4 separate regions of the Mus musculus genome follow, and regions 2, 3 and 4 are each linked to region 1. Evidence: chromatin contacts called from public HiChIP or PLAC-seq and promoter capture Hi-C data. All regions are on one chromosome and are shown on one strand. The core of a region is the stretch at or near the end of the contact, and the rest is flanking DNA. Distances in the headings are between cores, read along the strand shown.

Region 1 (3,392 bases), core at 303-2,802:
ACAAATGCCACAACAAAAGCAATAATAATGCAGAGGAAGAAGATGAGAGAAAAATCAGCAATTACCACATCCCCCTAAGAATAGTGTTCACGTTTAATGCAGGTTTTAAAGTTTAGTATGTTCACTGTTCCGATTTTACACCTAGATTTTACAGAACTGTATTCATACAGTCGGCTACTGTATATTCTTCATCTATTACCACGAAATAACATTTTCCCATGTCATTTGTTTATAATTTTTATTTTACTTTATGTGTTTCAGTGTTTTTCTTGCACATGTGTCTGTATACTATGTGAGTGCCTGGCGCCCGCAGAGCTTAGAAGAGGAGAGCAGATCTTCTGGAATTGGAGTTCCAATCAGGTGGGTGCTGAGAACCAATCCTGAGTCCTCTAGAAGAACAACCACCTCACCACCCCTCCCCACGTTATTATGTCATATTAATATTGAGAGGCATTTTTAAGTGTCTGCATGATAGCCCAGAGAGGGGCTGGGTTCCCATTTACTTCTACCATTGCCGTGTCTGCTTCTTTGTCCCCAGCACTACTCAAAGGTTAAGCCCTCAGCAAATGAACCATTGCTCTTCCTGGACTTCAGCCATGTGATTAGGGGACAGGTATTGGGCTGGGTGAGGGATCCTACTTATCATACACCCCCTCCATCCTTTGGCTACCTTGCTGAGAGAGGCTGAAGCATAACTCATCAGAAGTTCCTTGGAGAGAACCCAGGTGAGGTGGGTAATCCTGGAGCTACCATGTCAGCCTGGGCTCCCAGAACAGCCAGCCTGAGAACTTCAAGCAGAGAGAAATGGAGAGGAGAGAAGGATGAGAGAGCCAGGGACTGGAAGAGAGGGGACACAGAGGAGAGGATTGAGCCCAACAGCTGTTACTCCACTGAGTAAGGCTCCTGGAACTCACCTCACTCTACGCCTTCCTGGAATCTGTCACATCAGCTGACATCTCCTTTACGTCTCTCATGCTCACGTGACATGACCGTCTTTTTTTAATTTACAAATTATTACGCTTTCCCTAGCATAACTTCAGGAATGGGAGTTTAATATTCAAGGTTTTTAGAGCAGATGGTTGATAAACATTGTCAAAGCGAACTGACCTAAGAGAACTTCCCCAGGAGAGAATCAGACAGTATCCAGTCCGGGCTTCAGAAGCCGGCTGACAGAGGGTTGAATTGTGAATTCTAAGATATTTGACAATTGACTTCATATATATGATATTTTCTTCACTTTCATATTCATTAACACTATAACCTCTAGCATTTGTTGAAGCTCCTGTGTGAGGCATATGGTAACCCGTGGTTTGCAGTTCTGGGTAAATTAATCCCAAGGGCATTCTTTCTCATGGCCTTGTTATGATCTGTAAAGCGAGAATGGACTGAAATAGCCAACAGGAAGCATCAAGCTGAGACAATGTTTTTCTCCTCCTTTTTCCTTCGGGGTATAATCTTAACCCTTCCTGTGCGGCCAGAATACAGAAGCCCCTTGACTTTTGCACAGACAAATCTGTTTCCTGTTTGTCACTCTAACTTGCTATCCGTCATCTCCTGGCCTTTGTACAGCAGTTGGTGTGAGATCAGAAATGACGCAAGCCACACAAGACTGGAGCCCAGCAGATGCAAGTAATATGCCGTGCTCTGAGGAAGAATAAAAGTCACAAAGACGCCAACTTTCTTTAGTTTGTAAATTTAATCCAGTTGTCCACAAACCAAGAAAGCTGGTTCTGAAGTTCACACGGAAACTTAGACAAACTGGAGCGACCAAGGGCGTTTCTGAGGACAAACATTAGTGAGGGCAAATTAGCCTCTTCTCAAGAGCAATGGCGTTCTACAACTTCAGTAATGAAAACAGTGGGATGTGGGTATCTGAGTGGACAAACAGACCATAAAACAGACTAGAAAAGCTAGAAAAAGGTCCAGCTAAGGAAATGATTTTGTAGATTTAGTAGTGAAGGGTGTGTGTGTGTCAAAATCCACATTAAACAGCACACCATTGGCAAGGTTCTGGACACAGGAAGAAGTGCCACAAATCACAGACTGGAATTCTATAAGGGGAGAGCTGCTCATAGTGAGGAAAACTACATATGCACCAGACCTTCCTCTAGAATCTTGTCTGTAGATTAAAATGTACATATGTAAAAATGTTAGGTGTGCAAAAGTTATTTTAGCCAATATATAGTAAGAAGTACAAGTGTCTGGCAATGGGAGCCTGGATAAACTGTGGTCTAACTGCACATTCGAATGCTAATCAGTTTCAACACCACACAGGAAGTGGCAGGGAGGCATCGAGGCAGTGAGGCAGCCGTTACTGAGCTCAGTGGGTGAAGAAAGCTTACAGCAAAAGCCTAAAGACCTGAGTCCAATCTCCAGAATCCATGTGAAAAAGCCAGGCATGGGGCGCATGCGTATTACCCAAGCATGGAGAAGCAGAGACAGGAAGATCCCTGAGGTTGGCTTAGCAGCCAGCCTAGCCACTCTGGAAGAGTTCTAGGTCAGTAAGAGACCCTTCAAACAAAGAAAGAAACAAAGTGAACAAAGCTTCCTGTGGAATGGACTAAGGTCCTCCTCTAGCCTTCACATGCACAGGTACACACAAGCACACATGCATACCATACACATGCACATACATGTAATCATATGAACAGGTATACACACACATAGAGACACACACAGGAGGACACACCACACACACACACACACACACACACACACACACACATACACACACACACACACACACACACACACACACACACACATCTGCCAGGTATGGTAGTGCATGCCTCTAGTCCCACACTAGGAGCAGGGAAGCAGGAGGATCAAGGTCAGAGTGTCAGCTAGTTTGGGCAAAGCCAGCCTGGGCAAATATCTCAGAAACAAAAATCAAATAAGCAAACAAATGAAAATAGGTGGCAAGATTGAATACTGTGTAATCCATCTGAATAGCAGAGGGAAGTGTTGAATGTGTTCGTAGTTGCTGCTATCTGTGTAAAGAAACACTGCAGAATTACGCAAGACAGGTGCCCTGTGAGGAAAGGGGGAGTCTATTAGGTGGTGATGAAAGATATGCTTCTCAAATGTCAGTTTTGTCATTTTTTTCTTGGATATTTTGTTTATTGACATTTCATATATTTTTCCCTTTCCAGGTCTCCCCTTCGGAAACCCCCATCCCATCTCCCATACGGGTGCTCTTCCACCCACCCACTCCCATCCTCTTGCCCTGGCATCTAACACCCTTAGGCCCAAGAGTCTCTCCTCCCACTGATGTCCAACAAGGCCATCTTCTGCCACATATGTGACCAACCCCATGGGTCCCTCCATGTGTATTCTTTGGTTGGTGGTCTAGTCCCTAGGAGCTCCAGGGGGTCCAGCATGTTCATACTGTT
Region 2 (3,126 bases), core at 232-2,731, 470 kb before region 1:
GTCTTGGAAAAGAAACAAAAACAAAACAAACAAAAAAACCCAAACAAAACCCTGTTTTATGTATATAGGCGTTTTGCCTGCATGTATATCTGTGCACCAGTGTTCCTGGTGGAAGCAGGGCCAAGAAGTGGGCATCAGATCCCCTGAAGCTGCCAAGTGAGTGACGGGAATTGGACCCACATACCTCTGGACAAGCAGCCAGTGTTTTTGTTGTTGTTGTTGTTATTGTTGTTGTTGTTGTTGTTATTGTTTTTGATTTTTCGAGACAGGGTTTCTCTGTATAGCCCTGGCTGTCCTGGAACTCACTTTGTAGACCAGGCTGGCCTCGAACTCAGAAATCTGCCTGCCTCTGCCTCCCAAGTGCTGGGATTAAAGGTGTGCAGAGGCAGGTGGATTTCTGAGTTCAAGGCTAGCCTGGTCTACAGGTTTCTGGTTCTAGGACAGCCAGGGCTATATAAAGAAACTCTGTCTCGAACCCCCCCCCAAAAAAAAAGAGGTTCAGAGTTCAGAGAAGCGGAGATTCTAGTACTACCTTTCAGGTGTGCCCAGCAAAACTGCCCTTTCTGGTTCCTTTAGGAGTCTTTTCAAGCCCCAATACTCTACAGTGATATTCAGGCATTGTTCTAAAAACTTTACCTATGATAATTCATTTTAGCCCATCAAAAATCCTAGCGTGTATCATTTTTATTTTCATTTAATAGAGCACTGAGGCACATTGGCCTTGCTTATGGAACTTGATGTGAATGAAGACATCTGGCTCCCGCGGTGAAGACTCCTTTTTAGTCTCCATTTGGTACTGTTTTCCTAACTAAGTGACAAATTGCCTGCCTCTAATAAACTAGGTCAGTTAAAGTCATCAATGAATGGAAATGGCATTGTTATGTTTCTATTTTCATTAACCCTAGCTCCACGGGAATGTCAGTACTGCGGAGCTAGGATGGTGTGGAAGGGCACTGGTTTTTCAGGGAGGAGTAACCGTCCCCGAGTCACCCTTCTTTTAGGGAGTCACATGAGGACAGACCTGCTAAGGAAAATGGCACTTGGGGGTTTCCAAGACAGGAACTCTCTTAAGCCGAGCGGGTGACACACTATTTTGGCACACGGAGGGTGGGAAGGGAGTCTCTGAAAACACAAGTTTCAGTGAGGATGAAGGGTCTAGGCATTAATTCTCCATCTTCATATTCCCAGCCTTTTCCAGTTTTGCGTCTCAAACCTCCAGTCTCTGCTCTGCTCTGGCAGTCTCTTCTAGCTTTTGATCTCTTTTGAAATAGGACGCAGAGTGGCGCATTAAGACGCTGACCTAGCCGGTTTCTTCACCCCTCCACCCCACCCCCCGCTCCGTCCCAGAAAGGGTTAATCCGGCGGGTGGGGAGGGGAGTGGCGCTCACACCTTTCCCAGAGACCTCGGGCGGCGGCGGGGCCCGGGCGGGGCGGAGGCTGGGGCCAGACTCCTGGCGAATAGCAGCGCGCAGCCCGCCCGGATTGGAGCAGCCTCATCACGCTGACCTCTGCCTGGGATGTAAACCCCACGGGCCGCCACGGGCACAGGAGAGCTCTCGGCACCTCCGGGAAAGCCACCTCGGCCTCCCCCGCGCCCGGGCTCCAGCCGCGGCCGGCCCAGCCTCGACCTCAGCAGCGACCAGCTGCTCCTGCGAGGAGCCGAGCGAGCCCGGTCGCGGGCGGGGAGCGTGCGTCGGTTCGCACAGGCTGCGAGAGGAGGGGCGGCGCGAGTCATGGCCGGGGACAGCGAGCAGACCCTGCAGAACCACCAGCAGCCCAACGGCGGCGAGCCCTTCCTGATCGGCGTGAGCGGGGGCACGGCCAGCGGGAAGGTAAGAGTCCGCGCGCCCTGCTCGCACGGCGGGCGGCGCATGTGGCCGGCGCCCGCGGGCCGTGTCAGTTGCAGCCTGCCACCGCGTGGCCCGCGGGATCCTCGTTCCGGGCCGCCGCGCTCCGGCGCCGCCAGACCCCGCGCAGGCTCGGTGCGCGGCGTTGGGGACCAGCGGGGGGACCCGGGCGACCGAGGGTCCAGGATGCGGGTTCCTCCTACAAGTCCCCCGCAGGGATGGTGCGCTCCCTCGCTGGTTCCCGGCGGCGGCTGTGACTCGTGGTCAGGGTCTTGTGGGGGAGGGGCGGAAAGCGGATGCTTATTGTTTTGCAAGTCGGGTGTAAGGACCCGGCTTTCGGGGCTTCCCTCGGAGCCCCGGTACGCTCCTCCGCCCGGCTTGGCCCTGGCCCCGGCCCAAGCCTGTGGGCTGCGAGGCTGGCCGGGATGCGCGAGGTGGCGCGCCCGCTGCCGGGAGCCCACCTGGGGGTTGCAGGGCTTTCCGGGAGAGCCGAAGCTCGATGGGCACAGTCACGGATGGGATGACAGCAGGGGCTGCTGTCTTTTATGCTTAGAAGAGAAAACCGCATCAGTCTCAGTGAGAAAGTTGTACAGGCTCCATGCTCTTCGGTGTCCGGGTCGCTCGCTCCTTGGATCGCAGGGAAGGGGTTACCGAGTCTGACTTTGCGAGGAACCTCTTTCCTTTGTATTTTCTCCTGCACGGCAGCGAGGGGCGACTTGACTTAACCTCGGGTCTTTACTGCAGGTGGAGAAGGGTGGAGCCCTCCCAGATGGTTCTTTCTTTACTCCCCCTCGCTCCCTTTTAGGATGTGGCTGCTTGTTCGCCTGCCGTTTAACAGCCGCCAAGTTCAGTGGGCGCTCGGGCTCCATGAGGGGCGCCCGAGGGAGCTGGGCGCCGCGTGCGGCCGCTGGTGAGGCCGGATGGTGAGTCCCCAAGGCTGGGCAGCGTGGAGCAGGAAGGCTGGATGGCGCCATGAGACGCGCGCCACGCGCCACGAGGTTTTAGCTTCCAGCCCATTTCTCCTTGGCCCCTCCTCCATTTTGATTTTTACGTATTTTCCCTCCAGGTCTGGAGTACTTTAGCTCAGCAGCCCAGATTCGGCGTTGTGTGCCGCAGACTCCAGTATTGATGAATTTCGCCTCTAGTTTAGCTTCCATGGCTAGGATTCTGAAATGCTGTTTAGGTATCGGAACTTAGGGTCCCCCCCCCCCCCGCCTTTTGCCTGTTAACGAGCTAAACTTTAAAAAAAAAATATGTTCTTCAATATGTTCTTCGTCTA
Region 3 (3,214 bases), core at 236-2,735, 390 kb before region 1:
AGAGGGACTGGAAGAGGACTTAGGAAGCCCATTGTTGGCAGTCCTGGTCTAATGAGGAGCCCCAGCTGAGGCTAAGCTGTCTTGCCAGCAAAGCCACAGGCAGGGGGCCCTGCAAGGCAGCAGCCCTTGCCACTGGGATAGAAAAACAGTAAGGAACAGCCTTGGTGGGAAAGCTCAAGTATGAATGTAAGAAAAAAATACCCACTCAGGGGACCAAAAACCTCCTCTGGTTTGAATAAAGACCTGGCTTCTCCCTCAAGCATGGCTCCTTCTCTCCGTGGTGGTGGTGGTGCTGTGAAGCCGGTGGTTAAAATGCAAACTGGACCCAGGAGGGCTGACATTTAAGATACCGACCGGGTTGTGAGGCTGAATATGTTTGAGTCGTCCAGCTTAGCTACCGTGGCTTCCCCTATTCCCAGGCAGGAGGGAGGAAAGGCCACCGAGGGCCAGCTGCCCCAGAGCTCAGCAGGCTGGGCTGATCTTCCCAGCTTGCAAGGAACGTGTGAGCCATTTTCATTCTACCCAAGCCAAGCTGGCTCAACGGCTGCGCCTTTCTGTGATCGCTGGACGCTGAAGGGTGTTAGGAAGGAAGTGAGAGGGCGTGTATGTTGGAGACAGGTTTCAGGAGATGTCTCAGTTCTCCGAGCTCCTCAAGCCCATATGTTGTCAGGAGGCCAGGCACATTGTGGCTAACAGTTGGCTTCTTCTGGATGGATGCAGTATTGTCCCTCTTCCCAAGAAAGGCAACAGGGCATGTGAGTTTAGAATCGGGGATGTCTTAGTCAGTGTTCTATTGCTGTGAAGAGATACCATGATCACGACAACTCTTATAAAGATAAAAGATTTCATTGGGGGCTGGCTTATATATATTCAGAGGTTTAGTCCATTATCATCATGGCAGGAAGCATGGCAGCGTGCAAGCAGACATGGTGCTGAAGAGGTAGCTGAGAGTTCTACATCAGGATCAGCAGGCAACAGGAAGAAAATGAGCCACTGAGCCTGTCTTGAGCTTCTGAAACCTCAAAGCCCCCCCCCCCCCCCCAGCCGTGACACACTTCCTCCAACAGGCCACACCTCCAATAATGCCACTCCCTATGAGTCTCTGGGGGCCGTTTATATTCAAACTATCACATCTTGGCTAGGCTTTGGCTAAGTTATGTGACTCAAGAAAGTTCCTTAAAATCCATTAGCCACCACTGTGGTCACCACACCATGGTGAGGTGAGGCCTGGGAACCACTAGTATGAGGTGATGGAGAGAAGGGAGAGAAAAAGAAGCTGAATGGAGTGTGAACAATGAAGAGAGGTAGAACTGGAGACTCCAGGGTAGTGAGGAACAGCCTGATGTGTGTGGCCCTTGCTGCTACCTGAGACCATGGTGAGGTCCTGGCCCACGCTGCCTCTGAGGACCGTGGCCCCGAGGACTGTATGAGAGTGAGAGCTGTTTCCACCCCTTGCTGGCTTCAGCACTTAGGGGAGAGTGGGCCCTTAACCATGACAGGAAGCATAGTAGAGCTGGCCCTGGTGGCAGGGAATGGAGGTGAACCAGGCGGAGGGTGTGAGCCTGGGAGGGTTGGCCCCAGCCCCGGAGGGCCATGCAGTGGTGTGGGCAAGGAAGATGCCTCACCCCTTGCCAACTGCAGCATTCAAGGAGAGTGGGCCTCACCCCTCTCTGGGACAGTGCTGGAGGACTAGCCTTGATGGCACAGGAGTGGGAGAACTGGTGGGCTGACCAACTCAGTTACTATCAGGCCCAGATCCAGGGCTTTGAGCTGGTCCACCCCAGCATCTACCCAATCTGTGATCTCCTGGAGCTCGGGAAGGGTGAACTGCAGGACCAAAGTAAAGGAACTTTGTGACACAGGGCAGCAGCAGGATATCCTAGAGGAATTCTGGTGAGAATCCGGTATTGATAGTGTAGTGGAAGCCAGAGGCCTCCAACCGGACCAATGACTCATTGCAGTGAACATTTGCAAGTGAAGCTCTGTGGGCCAAGTGGGTATACTGTGTGACACACAGTGACACACTGTAGCTTCCACGGTACGATTTTTTTTAAAAAAAAGATTTATTTATTTATTTATTTATTTATTTTATGTATATGAGTACACTGTAGCTGTACAGATGGTTGTGAGCCTTCATGTGGCCTTTAGGACCTCTGCTCGCTCTGGTTGACCCCGCTCGTTTAGTCCCTGCTTGCGCCAGCCCAAAGATTTATTTTATTATTATACAGAAGTACACTGTAGCTGTCTTCAGACATGCCAGGAGAGGGCTTCAGGTCTCATTGCGGGTGGTTGTGAGCCACCATGTGGTTGCTGGGAATTGAACTCAGGTCCTTCAGAAGAGCAGTCAGTACTCTTACCCTCTGAGCCATCTCGCTAGCCCGGGATTTTTTTTTTTTTCATTTTTTTAATTAAATTTTTTTATCTTTTTTTTTTTTGGTTTTTCGAGACAGGCTTTCTCTGTGTAGCTCTGGCTGTCCTGGAGCTCACTTTGTAGACCAGGCTGGCCTCGAACTCAGAAATCTGCCTGCCTCTGCCTCCCGAGTGCTGGAATTAAAGGTGTGCGCCACCACGCCCCGCTAATTTTTTATCTTTTGTAAGGGTGGGGGATGAATATGAAAGGCCAGGGGACCAGTGGGATTGGGATGCATGATATGAAATTCACAAAGATTGATAACAACTTCAAATTGAATTGATTAGCCATACATTTTTCAATTGCAAGCACTTGCTCAAATAATATTTACCTCTTAGTGTTGTGGTCTCAGAGAAGTAAATGCCACTTCCACATCTTATCTTCGACATCCATACTTGATTCAGGGCCTGGTGAATTTCCACCTCTACCGTGTCCTTAGGCAACAACGTCCAGATAATCAGTAGGAAACATGCAAACATGTCTTTTGAGCTTAGCGTTTCAGTGCAGGGAGAATCAGAGCAAGTCTGTACTCACTCGCCCTAGATCTAGAGAGGTCTCACAGTGGTTAGATATGGACATCAGGGAGTGGGGGCCAGACAGAAAGGGGCAGAGGCTGGGTGAGTGCTGATAAACACGGACCACCGGGCACTGTTTTGAGAGCACTGGGGAGAGGAAGGCTGGCCAGCCAGGCCAGGCAGATCTGCCAAGGAGGAGGCATGCTACAGGATTGAAGTCTTCTAAGGGCAGCATTGGCTCTTTGTAGCCAGCTTATTGACGCAGTGGGCCTGGGGAGACTCTGGCCAG
Region 4 (3,366 bases), core at 65-2,564, 490 kb before region 1:
CCATGTTTACGTGATTTTTCCTTTCCCTAGAATTTCCTCTCCCTCTTTTATCTTCTATCTACATTCTAACTAATCCACAAGGCACTGGGTCCATCTGTACCATGAGATCTTCCATAGTCTCTCACAACAGAACAGGACCTCTTCTTTAGAATGAAGACTCTGTGTGTGTGTGTGTGTGTGTCTGCCATGACCCCTTTCCCCTTTAGCTCCCCGCCCCCCCCCCCCCCCCCCCCGTTTTAGGCAAGGTCTCGACAGGAAGTAGATCCAGCCTGGAATGCACTATGTAGACCAGGCCTGCCCTATCTGGAGCTCTACCACACCCAGATTCCTTTTAGCTTTATTAAAGATGCTGCACAAAGGTCTTTGATTTCTATCTTTACCAAGTTAGAGTATGGTTTTGTTTGTAACATGAATCTCCCTATGTAGCCCACACTAGCTGCGAACTCACAATCATGTCCATCTCCTGAGTGTTGAGATTTCAGTTGCCCTAACAAGGAACACTGGCTTGTAGTATTCTTGGTATACTCCTCTCTTAGTTACTGTGAACATGCACCCATTGAACTTCCCGTGTTGAACCGTCCACCGTCTTACCATACTCACATTTTTTACTTTGTTTTTCCACTTCTGCCTTCAATCTCTTGTATTTGTCTGTCCTGTAAACCAGGACCCAGGTTATGCCTAAACAGTAAAAGCAACATGCTAATGAGAAATAAATGGAAATCACAACAAACCATCTTTAATTGTTAGTATTGGAGACAAAAGGATTTCGACATTTTGCTCTATACTTATCAGTAACTTTTTTCAAAGTCAGATCAACCCATGTTTTGTTTTGTTTTTTTCAGTGTATCCACAAATACGTAAAGAAAATCAGGACGTATGACTCCACACTACTCTCCTGCTTCTATAGGGGGATGAGCCCGGGATTTCTTGCAACGGACCACGCAGGCCGCAGGGAGTGAGGCTCCCGATCTTTGCTCATGGGGTGCGAGGGACCCCAGTGCCCTTCCACCCTGGGATTAATCAAACGTCCAAGGAAACAGCCGCCCTCACCCTCGGCGAGCAGCGCGGTGCACACGGAGATAAAGACGATGAGCAGCGTGTCTGCAAACATGGTGCTCATCTCGCCCGTCTGTCCCCGCGCTCCCACCCTCCGCGGGGGGAAAGCACTCCAGAGCCAGAGAGACCGGGAAGAGACGTGGCGGGACCGACCCTCGAGGAGCGCTACAACTTTGACAGCCCCGAGTCTACACTTCCGCTTCCGGGGCGCCGACCCGGAACTACAGGCTTCACTCCCGCCGTCTGGCCGCCATAGTCGGGAGAGAGCGGCAACGCGCAAGTCTCGGGGGCCGAAGGCGCGCGCCAGGCCCGGTCTCGCGAGAGTTGGAAAGCCAGGTCGGTCGGAGGATGGCGGTGTGGTGGCGGCGGCGTTGCGACCTCGGCAGTGCGTTACCTGCTCTCCGAGCCCGATCGCCTACCTCACACTAGAACCCTGTCACACGGTGGCTGGACTTCACCCGCATCCCCGCCTCCGTGGCCGAAAAGTTAGGCCACCGCGTGCGGAGCGTCAGGGTCTGGGGGCTCGCCCCGGTCCTGGGCTGGGCGAGCCGAGTCGAGGAGTCCTCGGGCGCTGGTTAAACCAGCCTTTATGATGCCGGGGACGCCGTTGGAGGAGAAGGGCTGCACAACTCGCTTGCTGCGGCCGGGCTTTTATTGGAAGGAACGGTGGCGCAGTCGAAGGGGAAGAAGTGAAAACGTTGAATTTGAGTTAGAAGTGTTTTGGGGGCTGGGCGGTGGTGGCGCACGCCTTTAATCCCAGCACTTGGGAGGCAGAGGCAGGCCGATTTCTGAGTTCGAGGCCAGCCTGGTCTACAGAGTGAGTTCCAGGACAGCCAGGGCTATACAGAGAAACCCTGTCTCGAAAAAAAAAAGAAAGAAAGAAAAAAAAAAACAGCCGGGGGGTTGGGGGGGGACGGACACGGGGATAGAAAAAGGTGTGGTGTGTAAAAGTAGGATGTCTTGAGAGAGCCTCATACACTCAGATGTCCTCCGTGATGGACTGTAAATTACCGTGTGCAAGCGGGGCGAGAAAATGACGGGAAGGCCTTGATATAAGAGCACTCGATTCCTCCCAATTCTCAGATCTGCTCTTTTTCCTCAAGAAAACTCAGAAGTCTTCCTTTGTGCGTCCTTGTGTTTTTTTGAGACAGGGTTGCACTATGGAGCCCTGGTTGACCTGGAGCACTCAAGAGACCCCCCTGTCCTAGCTTTCCATAACTGTGCCACCATGCCCAGTTTGACTTCCATTTTCTGTCATTGTTCTTCCAAATTTCACTGCACACAATTTATAAATCTTCTGTAGCATTACCTTTTTAGTTTCTCTTGCCTTATATTTATCCAGGACTCCTTTAATAGATATTAAATATATGTCTATTAAATAAAGATATAACTATAAATATACGTCTTTAATAGACATTAAATATATGTCAGGAACAGTACTGGGCCCTGTAAGATGGAGCAAGATAAGATTCCTTGGTTCCAAAATTCCCCAGGGAAATTGTACGCCATAGTAAGATAGAATTATAGCTAAAGTGTTGAGAGCGCAAGACCGATTCTTCACGGAGGATTCAGAAAAGCTTCAGAAGCCAGGCGGTGGTGGTGCACGCCTTTAATCCCAGCACTTGGGAGGCAGAGGCAGGTGGATTTCTGAGTTCGAGGCCAGCCTGGTCTACAAAGTGAGTTCCAGGACAAACAGGGCTCCACAGAGAAGCCCTGTCTTGGAAAACCAAAAAAGAAAAGAAAAGAATAGCTTCAGAAAGGTCAGTCTGAGCTGAGTCTTGATTTGAGCAGGAGTTCACACAAGGGTATGTTTTTATTTAATCTTCTACATCACCCAAGGTAAATGTTGAGATAGGACAAAGGGTTGACCTTTAGCTCTGCCAGGTTTTCAGTTCTGCTTGAGTCTACTGATTAAGGCTTTTAGCCTCAGTTTTCTGTAACCATTAATGGCACCAGCTGGGTAAAGCTGTTAAGAAGCTTGACTGAGACAATATGTACTGTATAGCATTTTATACGTGCTTGATGTGGAGTTTAACAAGTATGATGCTGACTATATAATATTAAGAATCTAGTTAAACCATACTATACTGTAGCTCTACATACACTAGCTTAAAGTTATGAAAAGGGGAGGGTTAGAATCGGTGAAATGGGGCTGGAGTCAGTGCTTTCTCTAAGCACTGTCTGCTCTTGCAGAAGATCTGAGTTCAGTTCCCCTGCACCCACATGAAAGCACACTACCAGCCTTCACTCCAGTTTTGGGTGATCTGGCACCCCCTTCTGGCCTCTGCAGGCATACGTGCCTATAAAATA

Evidence for each region. Promoter capture Hi-C pulls out the DNA fragments that hold promoters and counts their contacts. HiChIP or PLAC-seq counts read pairs in DNA pulled down with a chosen protein or histone mark.
Region 2: a contact with region 1 is called in an H3K4me3 HiChIP or PLAC-seq map of bone marrow-derived macrophages, with 6 times the contacts expected there. The contact joins the promoter of Uck2 here to the enhancer-like site in region 1. A contact is called at or near these places in 1 of 39 promoter capture datasets (the C10 cell line), 1 of 484 Hi-C or Micro-C datasets (the G1E-ER4 cell line) and 5 of 115 datasets of contacts at active chromatin or transcription factors (the 230-238 cell line, bone marrow-derived macrophages, large pre-B cells and 1 more).
Region 3: a contact with region 1 is called in an H3K4me3 HiChIP or PLAC-seq map of embryonic basal ganglia, with 4 times the contacts expected there. The contact joins two enhancer-like sites. A contact is called at or near these places in 2 of 15 datasets of contacts at CTCF or cohesin (the NIH/3T3 cell line and large pre-B cells), 1 of 484 Hi-C or Micro-C datasets (cortical neurons) and 2 of 115 datasets of contacts at active chromatin or transcription factors (embryonic basal ganglia and large pre-B cells).
Region 4: a promoter capture Hi-C map of pre-B cells shows a contact between it and region 1, with 4 times the contacts expected there. The contact joins the promoter of Tmco1 here to the enhancer-like site in region 1. A contact is called at or near these places in 5 of 39 promoter capture datasets (the C10 cell line, the HPC-7 cell line, HPC-7-derived erythroid cells and 1 more), 1 of 484 Hi-C or Micro-C datasets (the G1E-ER4 cell line), 4 of 115 datasets of contacts at active chromatin or transcription factors (the 230-238 cell line, bone marrow-derived macrophages and large pre-B cells) and 1 of 9 other capture datasets (macrophages).

What each region holds. Positions count from the first base shown.
Region 1 is chr1:166,817,756-166,821,147 of GRCm38.p6, reverse strand. No RefSeq gene overlaps it. Among named protein-coding and RNA genes, the nearest start is that of Gm33404, 36 kb to the left of the region's middle. Within about 2 kb of position 1,552, at least 60 of the 459 cell types and tissues checked have an H3K27ac peak or open chromatin away from gene starts, as enhancers often do. A contact at or near this core is called in the 230-238 cell line, the G1E-ER4 cell line, the HPC-7 cell line and 4 more, where this site is marked.
Region 2 is chr1:167,283,482-167,286,607 of GRCm38.p6, reverse strand. It overlaps Uck2 (uridine-cytidine kinase 2), which reads left to right and starts at 1,481. Exons shown (of 7, transcript NM_030724.3): 1 at 1,481-1,832. The coding sequence starts at 1,734.
Region 3 is chr1:167,205,847-167,209,060 of GRCm38.p6, reverse strand. No RefSeq gene overlaps it. Among named protein-coding and RNA genes, the nearest start is that of Gm46170, 59 kb to the left of the region's middle. Within about 2 kb of position 1,485, at least 5 of the 459 cell types and tissues checked have an H3K27ac peak or open chromatin away from gene starts, as enhancers often do.
Region 4 is chr1:167,306,618-167,309,983 of GRCm38.p6, reverse strand. It overlaps Tmco1 (transmembrane and coiled-coil domains 1), which reads right to left and starts at 1,314. Exons shown (of 7, transcript NM_001039483.1): 1 at 1,051-1,314; 2 at 601-678. The coding sequence starts at 1,120.